Linked DNA regions of Sus scrofa: regions 1, 2 and 4 are each linked to region 3. The links are chromatin contacts, called in public Hi-C and promoter capture Hi-C maps. All regions are on one chromosome and are shown on one strand. Each heading gives the region's core, a stretch centred on a gene start, on an enhancer-like site or on the middle of the called end of the contact. The rest is flanking DNA. Distances are from core to core; before and after follow the strand shown. Region 1 holds the start of SNRPG (small nuclear ribonucleoprotein G). Region 2 holds the start of TIA1 (nucleolysin TIA-1). Region 3 holds the start of AAK1 (AP2-associated protein kinase 1). Region 4 holds the start of PCYOX1 (prenylcysteine oxidase 1).

Region 1 (2,700 bases), core at 128-2,627, 600 kb before region 3:
CTCCTCTTTTGGGAAACTTAACTAGGATCAAATCAGACCATTTTTTACACCTTTCGACTTGAAAATCAATATTTTAGAAATCATCTGTGTGCTGCTCTTCATACTTTATATAGAGGGGCAAGGTACAGTTAAGTGGGGTTTTGGAAGCATTGCAGGACTGTCCGTGGGGAATATACTTATGACCTCTAGATTAAAATTTTTTTTTTTTTTTTTTTTTTTTTTGTCTTTTTGCTATTTCTTTGGGCCGCTCCCGCGGCATATGGAGGTTCCCAGGCTAGGGGTCGAATCGGAGCTGTTGCCACCGGCCTACGCCAGAGCCACAGCAACGCGGGATCCGAGCCATGTCTGCAACCTACACCACAGCTCACGGCAACGCCGGATCGTTAACCCACTGAGCAGGGGCAGGGACCGAACCCGCAACCTCACGGTTCCTAGTCGGATTCGTTAACCACTGCGCCACGACGGGAACTCCTCTAGATTAAAATTTTTGGAAACTGAGGCCCCCTCACTCTATTCCTTTGGTGCAGAGGTCGTTAACTGAGCTGTTACTAGAACCTTAGTTGTAGCATGACATCCTGTGGGAATACTAAAATACCACAGGTTCAACAGTGAAGCAAATACCTCAAAGCAAGTCACAAGATTTTTTTTTTCTTAGTGTGATTACCTATCATAGATCACCATAACGAATACAGTAATGAAAAAATTTGAAATACTGTAAGAATTATCAAAATGACACAGACACAAAGTGAACAAATGCTCTTGGGAAAATGGCGCTGGGAGATTTGCTGGACTCTGGGCTGCCTCAAACCTTCAATTTGCTAAATTAAAAAAAAAAAAAAAACGAGTTCCCGATGTGGCTCAGGGAGTTAAGAACCGGACTAGTATCCATGAGGATACTAGTTTGATTCCTGGCCTCGCTCAGTAGGTTAAGAATCCAGCGTTGCTTTGTCTATGGCAAAAGCCAGCAGCTGCAGCGCAGATTTGACCCACAGCCTGGGAACTTCCATATGCGGAGGGTTCGGTCCTAAAAAGACCAAAAAAAAAAAAACCGCAGTGTTTGCAGAGGACAACAAAGGGAAGAACAACACATGGAAGTATGCACACACATGCCAAAGAAATTTTTAGGAGCCTACCCCTCCAGAGCTTATTTTCATCTGGTAGCGTCAAGACAACTTTGCAACCCACAAAGACAATGAGTTAACCAGCGTCCTTCAAATGCTAGAGGCAGGAACAGCAACCCAATTACAAAGAGGAATATAAAGACTGGAGGCCCCACCCCTCCGCTCTAGCCAATCCCTGGCGACACAACGGAAGCTTGGGACTGATCTGCGAGCTCAGGATTTTCCTAAGTATCGCGACGTGAAACGTGAAAGCGGCCAACAATCAATTGGCTAACGGGATCAGTGACGTCAGACGCAAAGCACCGGGCCTACCGCTGGAGCGTGAGGGAGAACACGAATTCCGTTTGGAGGTTTCTTTGAGTTCGCGGAGTAGGCATCATGAGCAAAGCTCACCCGCCGGAGTTGAAGAAGTAAGTATGCATGAGGGCCGCGCATAAATGGCGGCTTCTTTGTAGGCCTTGAGTTCCTTGGATCCCCAGCCATTTCCGGAGAGTGTGTCTGCCGTGCTTATTGCCACTGGCTGCCGCCGCGATCCGGGCCACCGTCCCACGTTTCCGGGCCTGCATCCCGCGCAAATGTTGTATTTCGGCCTGGTGGGCATGCTTTTCAAAGACGTAAAGGCCCCTCCGTCTGCAGGTTTGCCTCCCAGGCCGGAGTTCCTGGCCGGGTCTCTGGCACTCGATCCTTCGTTACTTAAAGATCTTGAATACCACAGTTAGCTGAACGCCTTGAGTAGCATCACGTTCGAGATAAGGTGGTTGGACAGTAATTCTGTAAGGAACTAAGGAGGTGGATGGAATGGAATTGTTTTGATGGTATATGAGAAATTCAAAAGCTGCCTTCATCTTAGTGTGTTGGTGGTTCCTTTGAGCTTTAACTTAGAAATCCCGTTCTTGGGAGTTCCCGTCGTGGCGCAGTGGTTAACGAATCCGATTAGAAACCATGAGGTGGCGGGTTCGGTCCCTGCCCTTGCTCAGTGGGTTAAGGATCCGGCGTTGCCGTGAGCTGTGGTGTAGGTTGCAGACTCGGCTCGGATCCCGCGTTTCTGTGGCTCTGGTGTAGGCCAGTGGCTACAGCTCCGATTCAGCCCCTAGCCTGGGAACCTCCATATGCCGCGGGAGCGGCCCAAAGAAATAGCAAAAAGACAAAAAAAAAAAAAGAAATCCCGTTCTTTTTTCTTAATTTCTTGCACTTAGGTTGAACTTGAATGTGTGATATTTTGCTCTGTTAACTGGAATGCGTGAGAACATTCATTTTTCTCTAATTAGAGAAGGCTCTTTTGTTGGGGGGGTGTTCTTGGTAAGATTTCCTTTTTGATTCTTAAGATATTAATGAGAGTTTTTAATTACCTTTCTTTTCTTATATGTAGATTTCAATAATTGTGAGATCCTGCCAGGTCTACCTCCAAAATGACTTTTAACTTTTTCTTCCTTACCATCTTTTTTTGGAGTTCCCTCGTGGCTCAGCCGGTTAAGGATCCAACATGGCACTGCTGTGGTTCAAGTTCAGTCCCTAGCCCAGGAACTTCCGCATGCCACCCACGAGGCCCGAAATCTTTTTTTTTTTTTGCATTTTTATA
Region 2 (2,700 bases), core at 50-2,549, 550 kb before region 3:
AAATGTCCTGAATAGACAAATTTATAGAAACACAAAAATAGTGGGTTGGGGAGAGGGGCGGGATGGGGAATAGGAAGTAACTGCTAATTGTACAGCTTTCCTATTCAGGATGGTGAAAGTGTGCTAAAATTGATTATGAGATGGCTACACATCTCTGTGAATACACTAAAAAAACCACACTGAACTGCATATTTTAAATGGAAGAAATGTACATTATGCAAATTATATCTCAAAAAGTTTCTTAAAAAAATACAATCTACTATTAACATTTGTCTTATTCATCCTCAAAAGACTAATATTTGATATCTTTGAATGAAATCCTAAGAATGTGCAACAGATTCTAAAGACAAGTCCAAAAATGGTAATCCAAAATTATCACAGTCTAAAGGAACTACTTCAAAGAAGAGATCACATTTTTGAACACGGACATTCCCCAATGTTTAAATTTTTTCACATAAATTATAAAATGCAATACAAAATGCATAATGAGTATATTGAAGTACATTTCAGAACCCTAATTTTTCTGCCTCCCCCCCACCCACCCCAAAAGGACTGAAACTTGTATATGCCCCAATTCATATGGTTTTAGAATTCTTGGGACCGATTTGCATTAAATAAATATTTCTTTAATATTTTCCAATGTACACTGAGTACATAAAGAAAAACTCCGCAAAAATCTGGAAATACATGCCCGGCTTTCAAAAAGCTGCTTAACACCAACAAGACAAATTCTTCTTAATGAAACTCTTACTTTTTAAGTTTAAAAACAAATTTTAAATGAGATTTTTCCGTACTGAAAAAGTAGGAACATCCATTTAACTGTATTGGAATGAGAGAAATCATCACTTACATTAAGGGAAAGTAGCAATAGGCTTTTGTTTTTAAAGGAGTGAACGAACCTTCCTCATAGCTGTTCGGGAACGAAAGTTTGCTTGCTATTAGTTCTAAAGCATTTCTGCAAGAAGCATTACCGTCAGCGCCGCTGGTGTAGTGGTATCATGCAAGATTCCCATTCTTGCGACCCGGGTTCGATTCCCGGGCGGCGCATGGCCTTTTGCTTTGCCTTAGATTATTTTTATAGCTTTTTCTTCTTGTAGAAACACTTCGAACTTTTCATTTCCACGAATATTTATATTTCATTATAATTCACCGTTGAAACATTCGAATCGGGAGGTGGAATTCAATAAAGTTTACTGTAGTCCTGAAATAGTTAACCTTCACGCCTGCGCAGTCTGAGACAAATCCCTGGCGTGGTTGGAAGAGCGGCTGCGCAACAAGTGAATGTATGGACTGAGGTGTAGCCTGGCGGCCGGGAGGTTGAAAGTGCAAGATTCTTCTGCGCCTGCGCGGCCCGGGTCACTTCGCTGGCGGCTCCAAGGCTCCCGGCTCGCCGCCATCTTGTATCGGGGCTTCATTGTTCGCTCTGGGCCGGGTGGTTTAGTGTCATTGCTGTCGAAGAAGGAGGCGGAGTAACCTCCGGTCAGCCAAGAAACCCCCGCTATTCCGCAGCCATAGCCGCTCAAAAGATTTGTGAGGTAGTAAAGCGTAGGGAGCTGGACTCAGAGGCGCCGCCGCGACAGCAGCAGCCATGGAGGACGAGATGCCTAAGACTCTGTGAGTCTGGGGCAGCGATGAGGGGGGCGGGATGGTGGTGGTCCCGGAGCGAGGCTTCGGCTCAGCGCCGTTGCTCAGCCTATTGTTCCCCGTGGACGCCGCGATTTCGTGGCTCCTATTTTAGGCGCTCACCTGGCTGCCTAGGGACCGAGACCCCGGCTGTGAGAGGACGAGCTGGAGGGAGAGGGGGCTCAACCCTCTAAATTAGTCCCTACACGTTTACTACCCCACAGCGTGGCTTTTGGCTTCGCCCGGGGCCTTCTGTGGTTTTAGGCCAGGAGAAGACTTTTTAATTCAAACCTCTTTAGAACTTGGCGAGCCTTTTTGTCCCACGCTTTTCTTCTCCCCCCCCCCCACCCCGGCTTCTCGATTAACCTCTTTTCGAGCTTTATTTCCTTTCATTTTAGTTTTTTTCCCAGAAACTCTTCCTTTCATTTCCTTCTCGTTGATAGGCATTCTTCTCTTGAAAATGTTTGGACTCATTTTCCGGGAGGTAAACTTTATTCCCGCAGTTGCCAACTGGAAAAAAAGCCAGATGTTTTTCTTTGAACTTTTCTTTGGCTTTCCTTCTGTGGCACCCCCTCTCCAGATGAAAAAGTCTAAAATCGGACCCCTTGAGGATTTTGAAAGTGCTGTGTTTGTTTGTTTGTTTGGGGGTTTTTTTGTTTGTTTTTTCAAATGGAAATCTCACCCGGAGGGATAGATCTACTAAGGGGAAGTGGATCTAATACGTTTATATCTTCGCCTTCTACTTTTGTGATTGACATGACTCTGAAGGACTGGGGAGTTTTTAATGAAGCAGCAATTAATAAGTACCTTAACGTATTTAGTCACCTCTGGGAATTTTTAGAGGTAGTGTTAAATGATCTTCGTTTGGGATCTTTTCTTTGTCATGTAGCCTTCCCCAGCATTCTTTGTTTTTCCAAGTATAGTCGGATGAGGTGATCCTGCCTTTGTTGCTTTTCTCCAAAAGAAAGAAAAAAGCCCAATGAGTTTTTGATGTAGTTTTTTGTTTTTATTCTTAGGAAGACTGACAATTTGAGAACTCTATGCATTAAAAATGCGCCCTTCGGTTTCTTTTTGCAA
Region 3 (2,700 bases), core at 170-2,669:
GTGAACTGAGGTGACAACACAGATTCCCTCCAGAAGAAAAGAAGCTGTCTCTACACAGGAAGTTTAACTACAATGATCTACCTGAGACAAAAAGAAGGAAAAGAAAGAAGAGGAATAAGGAAAAGAGGGAGAGGGAGAAGGAGAACCAGGAAGAGGAGGAAGAAGAGAAAGCAGCAGCATAAACCTCTCACAGCTCAGTTCAATTTTCAGATTAGAGAAAGCAAGAACCATCCTCCCTGCCCCGCCCCGCCCCCACATCTTCTCAAGTGTCTGCAGAAAAAATCTGGAACTAATTTACAAGCCAAGAAGGCTCTCGCAGAATTAGGGCGAGCAGGTGGAAGTGAGAAATAACCCATATTTAGGGATTTGGAAAATCATGGATTTGCGGAGGGGGATGGGCAGGGATTTGACACTACCTTCAGCACCATCCATCAGGAAATCTAGGAATGGAGAAGGGTCCCAAGATGCCTTCCAAATCTTCTGCATTTGGCAGAGGTAAATCACGCTGTCCACCCCCACTCTCAGCAGTTGGACGATATCAGGATAAAATAGGCATCATGGGGGGGATCTTGAAGTGAAAAGAAATAACAGGTCAGCCTAGAGTTCTTGTATGGAAGGGGGTTAGTGAAGGTCAGGCCCACCCACAGCAACAGAAAAGGTGGCAGAATGCAGGGTCACCGTGAGACAAGCCCCAAAGTTTGGGTTCAAACCAAAGGTTTGGGTCTCCTGATACCCTACGATCTGCCCTGCACACGCTCTTTAACTTTCTCAGTTTGAGTCGCGCCTGTAGATTTCCTGAAAAGACAACGTCTTATGAGGACTAGCTCAGCTGAGCTGGTTCTTAGTAACATCTGAAGCTGGAGGAGGAAGGGCTCCAGGCTTATTTATGTTAGGGTTGGCGTTTGGGTGTGGTCTGGTAAAACAAAAACCAAAAAAAAAACCCCAAAATCCAAAAACCAAAAACATCTGCCAGCAAAATTTCCGGGTCACCCTCAGTCTTTCACCTCTGTCTGCCCAGGTGTCGAAGGTACGCCCAGCAGGACCCGCTAGGGGCTGAGCGGTTAAGCTGCGTCCTTCAGGTGTCAGCCGGGATATGCTTGGAAACCACAATCCCCAGAATCCCTTGTGCAGATCAAGCCTCAAATAAGATGGCTCCACAAGAGTGGAACATAGAGAGCAGGCTGGAAACGCTAGTCCCTAGCAGTTTTCTCGCCGGATGTTTAACCGAATCCTCACAAATGCACCACCCCACTAACCACCTTGCGGCGGAGGAGGCCACCGCAGCCGCCTCGCTCGCTCCTCCACGGGTATCTTGGGAGTTGTAGTCCAGCTGCTGGGATGCGCCGAACTACCTTTCCCATGGTGCCTTAAGGGTCGGGCAATATCAACGTTCTTTTCCAAAACTCTCCCCGCATTGAGGTCCCCCCCCCCGCCCCTTTCCCCAGCTCTCTACTCTCCGACGACTCCTTCCCGCTGGTTGTGAGAGAGCGGCTGCAGCTGGAGGCCTTGGCCTCTAGCCGCGCCGTCCCGAGAGGCACTTCCGGCGGCGTTTCACTTCCTGGTTGGATGGATGGAGCCGGGCGGGAGCGCGCACGGGGGAGGGGTGGCGGGTCAGTCTCCGCCGGGCGCTCCGGGGATCAGCTGGCGGGCGGGCGCCGAACGCTGCCCCGGCTCTAGCTGCAGCGCCGCCTCCTCACAGCTTCGCAGGCCGGCCCGGCGGCCGTGACAATGTTGCGGGGCTGGTAGCTGGGCGCCGGCCCGCCGAGCCATCTCAAGTGGGTGCCGCCGGGATGCTCTCTCGCGGGGCGGCGGGAGACCGGGGAGGAGGGGAGGCAGTGTCCAGCTGGGTCGGTGCTGCCGGAGGCGGCCCGAATCCCTCCTTTTTCAGAACCCTGGGCAAGAGGGTCCAGGGTTCTGGGGCTGAGAACCGGTGGGTTTTCAGCCCCAGGGTTTTTCTCCCTTAGAAAATGCATGAAGCGTTTCCCCAGGATGATGGCTTTTGCTCCCCCTAGGACTCAGCGGTTGAATTTTTAAGTGTGTTACTGATTCATCCTCTCTCTCTCCCTCTGTCATCACAGGTTTAAACTTACACGAATCGCTCTGTTGAGGAGGAGGGGACCGCCGCGCGATTGACACGCATATTCCTATAGGCATCCTCCCCCAGCCCCCACCCCCACGGCCGGATTCGGGTGGCTCCTCTCCGAGCTGAAATCCGAGAAGAAATCCTTGGATCTCTTGTTTTCTTAAAAAAAAAAAAAAAAAAAAAAAAATCAAAAAAAAAATCTAGAAACCGTCGGTATTTTGCTTTACTGCTTCCTTTCCGCAAGATGAAGAAGTTTTTCGACTCCAGGCGAGAGCAGGGAGGCTCTGGCCTGGGCTCCGGCTCCAGCGGAGGAGGGGGCAGCACCTCGGGCCTGGGCAGTGGCTACATCGGAAGGGTCTTTGGCATTGGGCGACAGCAGGTTACTGTGGACGAGGTGTTGGCGGAAGGTACGGTGGGACTCTTTCAGTGCGCCGTAAATTAAAATCCTGTGCTGATGCAGCAGGACTCTGGTTTCTAGTTGTTGAATGTATGAACGGCTCTAGACCGGTTGACCCTCCCTCCCTTCCCCCTTTCCTTGCCCTGTGAGTCATTGTCCTTGAGAAATTTAAAACTGAGATTTGAAAGTGACAAGGATTTGTGGGTAGAAGAAGGTTGCC
Region 4 (2,700 bases), core at 140-2,639, 570 kb before region 3:
AAACATCAATCTTCACATCTTTCCCAAATTTCTGCCGCAGATAATAGGCTGCTGAAGTGCCACCAATTCCAGCTCCAATGACCGCTAGAGGGGGAAAAAAGAAACAGTTTTTTCCCTCTTATCAGCTTTGTAGGTTTCGTTTTTTGAAAGACTGTTAACAGACGTTACTTTAGGCTATTAACAACTTAGGGAAGCCTGGGGACAGGGAGGCAAGTGACAGCTGCTGTGAAGATAGAACTCTGAATCTGGACAGTCACTGCCTCCAGGCAAAAGTGATAATAGATAAACTTACAAACTGACACTAATTTTTTTCCCCCAATGCCCCAAGATTCTCACAGTTCTTTGCGGAGGCACCAAGTGGCCCGCACACCATTCTTTGTGACCAATACATGGGAACAGAGGAGGTGGGGCCCTTCCAGCACGCATTTTAAATAAAGTGGCCGCCATTTTTGCCTACATTTGCTCTGTCTCGTTAATGTGAACAGGTTAATGATCCCAAAGAACACAGCTTTAAGGGGAATTTAAAAAGCAAAGCAAAAGAAAACAGAGCAAAACACCAAAAAGACTGAAACTAAGAGTGAATGCTTCGGCTGTGTAGTCGTTCTAGGCAGAAAACTGTGCAAGCCAGTGGCCTCTGCGAGCAGGCAAACTTCAGCGGAGCAGCCGGGCCGGGCTGGGGAATGGGTAGAGCTGCGGGGCGGGGCGGCGAGGGCGCCGAAGCCCATCAAGGGAAGGAGACGCGGTCAGCGCGGTCAGGTTGTTTGCACTGCTCGGTGTGCTGTGCCCTCGTGGGCCTCTCAACTGCAGAGCGGAAGCGGCCTGTCGCTCCCGGACCAACCAGGGGACTGTCCTCCCGCAACTGCAGCAAGAGAAGTCGGCAGGAGGGGCCTCAGCCTCCTCGGAGCCCCAGGCCTCCGAGACAGGGGCCGCAGGGACGCTTGGCTCCCGCTCCCCGGCCCAGGTCTACCCCTCTACAGCCAACTCCTCAAATGGAGATGTCTTCACCCTCGGGAAAGCGCGGTCCCTGGGGCGCGAGCCGGAATGGGCTCCGCTTGCGCGGAGGGCTCATTCGGCGCTGCTCGGCGGGTGTCACAGGTGCCGGGCCTAGTGTATCAGCCTGCCGCCGCCAGGCACCGGGCTTATTCCCGCCACCTCCGCCCTGCGCTGCCTCCTTCTCGCCTACCGATCTTCTCTGGCGGGGACCGCGGCGCGGCGCTCCCGGGGCACCCCCAGCTGCACAGAAGTAGCAGCCCCAGCCACAGCCCGAAAGTCAAGAAGCAGGGGAGCCCGCCAGCGAGGGGCTTCATGGTTCTCCCAGTGCTGCAGTCGTACTAGAGCGCCCGGCGGTCCGCCCGCATTTGAGCCTGCGCTCTCCGCTCGCCCCGCCCCCTAGCTGGCCTCGCCCCTCCAAGCCCCGCCCAGGCCCGTCCCCAGCTCAGGCACCTGATACTCCAAGGCCACCCTTCCTCCAGAAGCTACAACGCAATCCTCTCGGTCCCCCAAGTCCTCCTTGCACCTCTGAAGCCCAGGCTGCTTCAGGGAGTTGCCAAAGGCCCCAGAGGAGGCTCACCCCAGCTTTTAATTTCATCAATACTGCCCTCTTCTGTTGATTCAATCGCTCAGGCTCAAAGAATGCACACAGCAAACCACTGTTAGAAACGGACAAGGGTGCCCCAAATACTTACTGAGTGATCACCGTGTTCACTATGTTCGAGATTTGTTGGGTACAAGATGACTGGGTAAAGGGTGCTAGGTGAAAGGGAAAATGACAGAGACCAGGGATGGGGTGGTCCAAACTGAAGGAAGTGGAAAAATAGTAACAGATATAAACGAAAGTCGTGTGTGTACTCGTATCATACGGAACATTAGGCAAACATTTAAAAGAATGCAGGCTTTGTATCTATTGTCCCAGTATTGTTCGGTCATAAAAGCTGTTGAGAAAGTGATGGGTGTCATATGATACTATTTCTGTAATTAAAATATCCCACCCAGGGAGTTCGCATTGTGGCTCAGCAGGTTAGGAACCTGACTAGTATCCATGAAGACTCAGATTTGATTCCTGGCCCCACTCAATGAGTTAAGGATCCAGCGTTGCTCTGAACTGTGCTGTACGTCACAGATGTGGCTCAGATCTGGCCAGGCTGTGGCTGTGGCTGTTGCTGGCAGCTGCAGCTTAGATTTGCCCCTTGCCTGGGAACTTCCATATGCTCTAAATGTGGCCCTTAAAATACATATCTATATCTATATCTACATATATCACACCCAATCAAAAAGGGGGGGGAGAAAAACTAGTACGTGAATGTGAAGAACAGTATATGGATGGAAGGAAAATAAGTTAAATAAAAAGAAAGTTTAAACTACTGCAAAATAAAGGATTTACTTAGTGGACAATTATTTATTGAGCTCCTTCCACGTGGCAGGCAATGTTATTATAGGTACTTGAGAAAAACCAGTGAACAAAACAATTTTTAAAATATTTATCCTAATGACGTATACATTCTAGTGAAGGGAAACAAATGACAATTAGAATAAGTAAGCAAATGACATAATATAGAGTGGAGGAAAAAAAAGTGGAGAATGGCTTGCAATTTTAAATAGGATAGTCAGATCAGGCCTCACTGAGCAGGATGGCACTTGAACAAAAGTTTGCAATAATTGAGAGAGTGGACCAGGTGAATATTTGGAGAAAGAGCTTTCTAA

What was found. Promoter capture Hi-C pulls out the DNA fragments that hold promoters and counts their contacts. Hi-C and Micro-C count contacts between places; a contact is called where the count stands out from the background.
Region 1: a Hi-C map of liver shows a contact between it and region 3, with 7 times the contacts expected there. The contact joins the promoter of SNRPG here to the promoter of AAK1 in region 3. A contact is called at or near these places in 2 of 47 Hi-C or Micro-C datasets (heart right ventricle and liver).
Region 2: a promoter capture Hi-C map of liver shows a contact between it and region 3, with 6 times the contacts expected there. The contact joins the promoter of TIA1 here to the promoter of AAK1 in region 3. A contact is called at or near these places in 1 of 5 promoter capture datasets (liver) and 2 of 2 datasets of contacts at active chromatin or transcription factors (alveolar macrophages and skeletal muscle).
Region 4: a contact with region 3 is called in a promoter capture Hi-C map of liver, with 3 times the contacts expected there. The contact joins the promoter of PCYOX1 here to the promoter of AAK1 in region 3. A contact is called at or near these places in 1 of 5 promoter capture datasets (liver), 1 of 47 Hi-C or Micro-C datasets (heart right ventricle) and 2 of 2 datasets of contacts at active chromatin or transcription factors (alveolar macrophages and skeletal muscle).

The regions. Positions count from the first base shown.
Region 1 is chr3:72,197,345-72,200,044 of Sscrofa11.1, forward strand. SNRPG (small nuclear ribonucleoprotein G) reads left to right here and starts at 1,378. Exons shown (of 4, transcript XM_003125052.4): 1 at 1,378-1,531. The coding sequence starts at 1,500.
Region 2 is chr3:72,239,236-72,241,935 of Sscrofa11.1, forward strand. TIA1 (nucleolysin TIA-1) reads left to right here and starts at 1,300. Exons shown (of 13, transcript XR_002342584.1): 1 at 1,300-1,614. It overlaps TRNAG-CCC (a tRNA gene), which reads left to right and starts at 977; the gene lies at 977-1,047.
Region 3 is chr3:72,792,558-72,795,257 of Sscrofa11.1, forward strand. AAK1 (AP2-associated protein kinase 1) reads left to right here and starts at 1,420. Exons shown (of 21, transcript XM_021087408.1): 1 at 1,420-1,775; 2 at 2,079-2,490. The coding sequence starts at 2,328. LOC102163904 (a long non-coding RNA gene) reads right to left here and starts at 1,253. Exons shown (of 6, transcript XR_302389.3): 1 at 1,005-1,253; 2 at 417-568.
Region 4 is chr3:72,222,216-72,224,915 of Sscrofa11.1, forward strand. PCYOX1 (prenylcysteine oxidase 1) reads right to left here and starts at 1,390. Exons shown (of 6, transcript XM_003354779.4): 1 at 1,184-1,390; 2 at 1-84. The coding sequence starts at 1,307.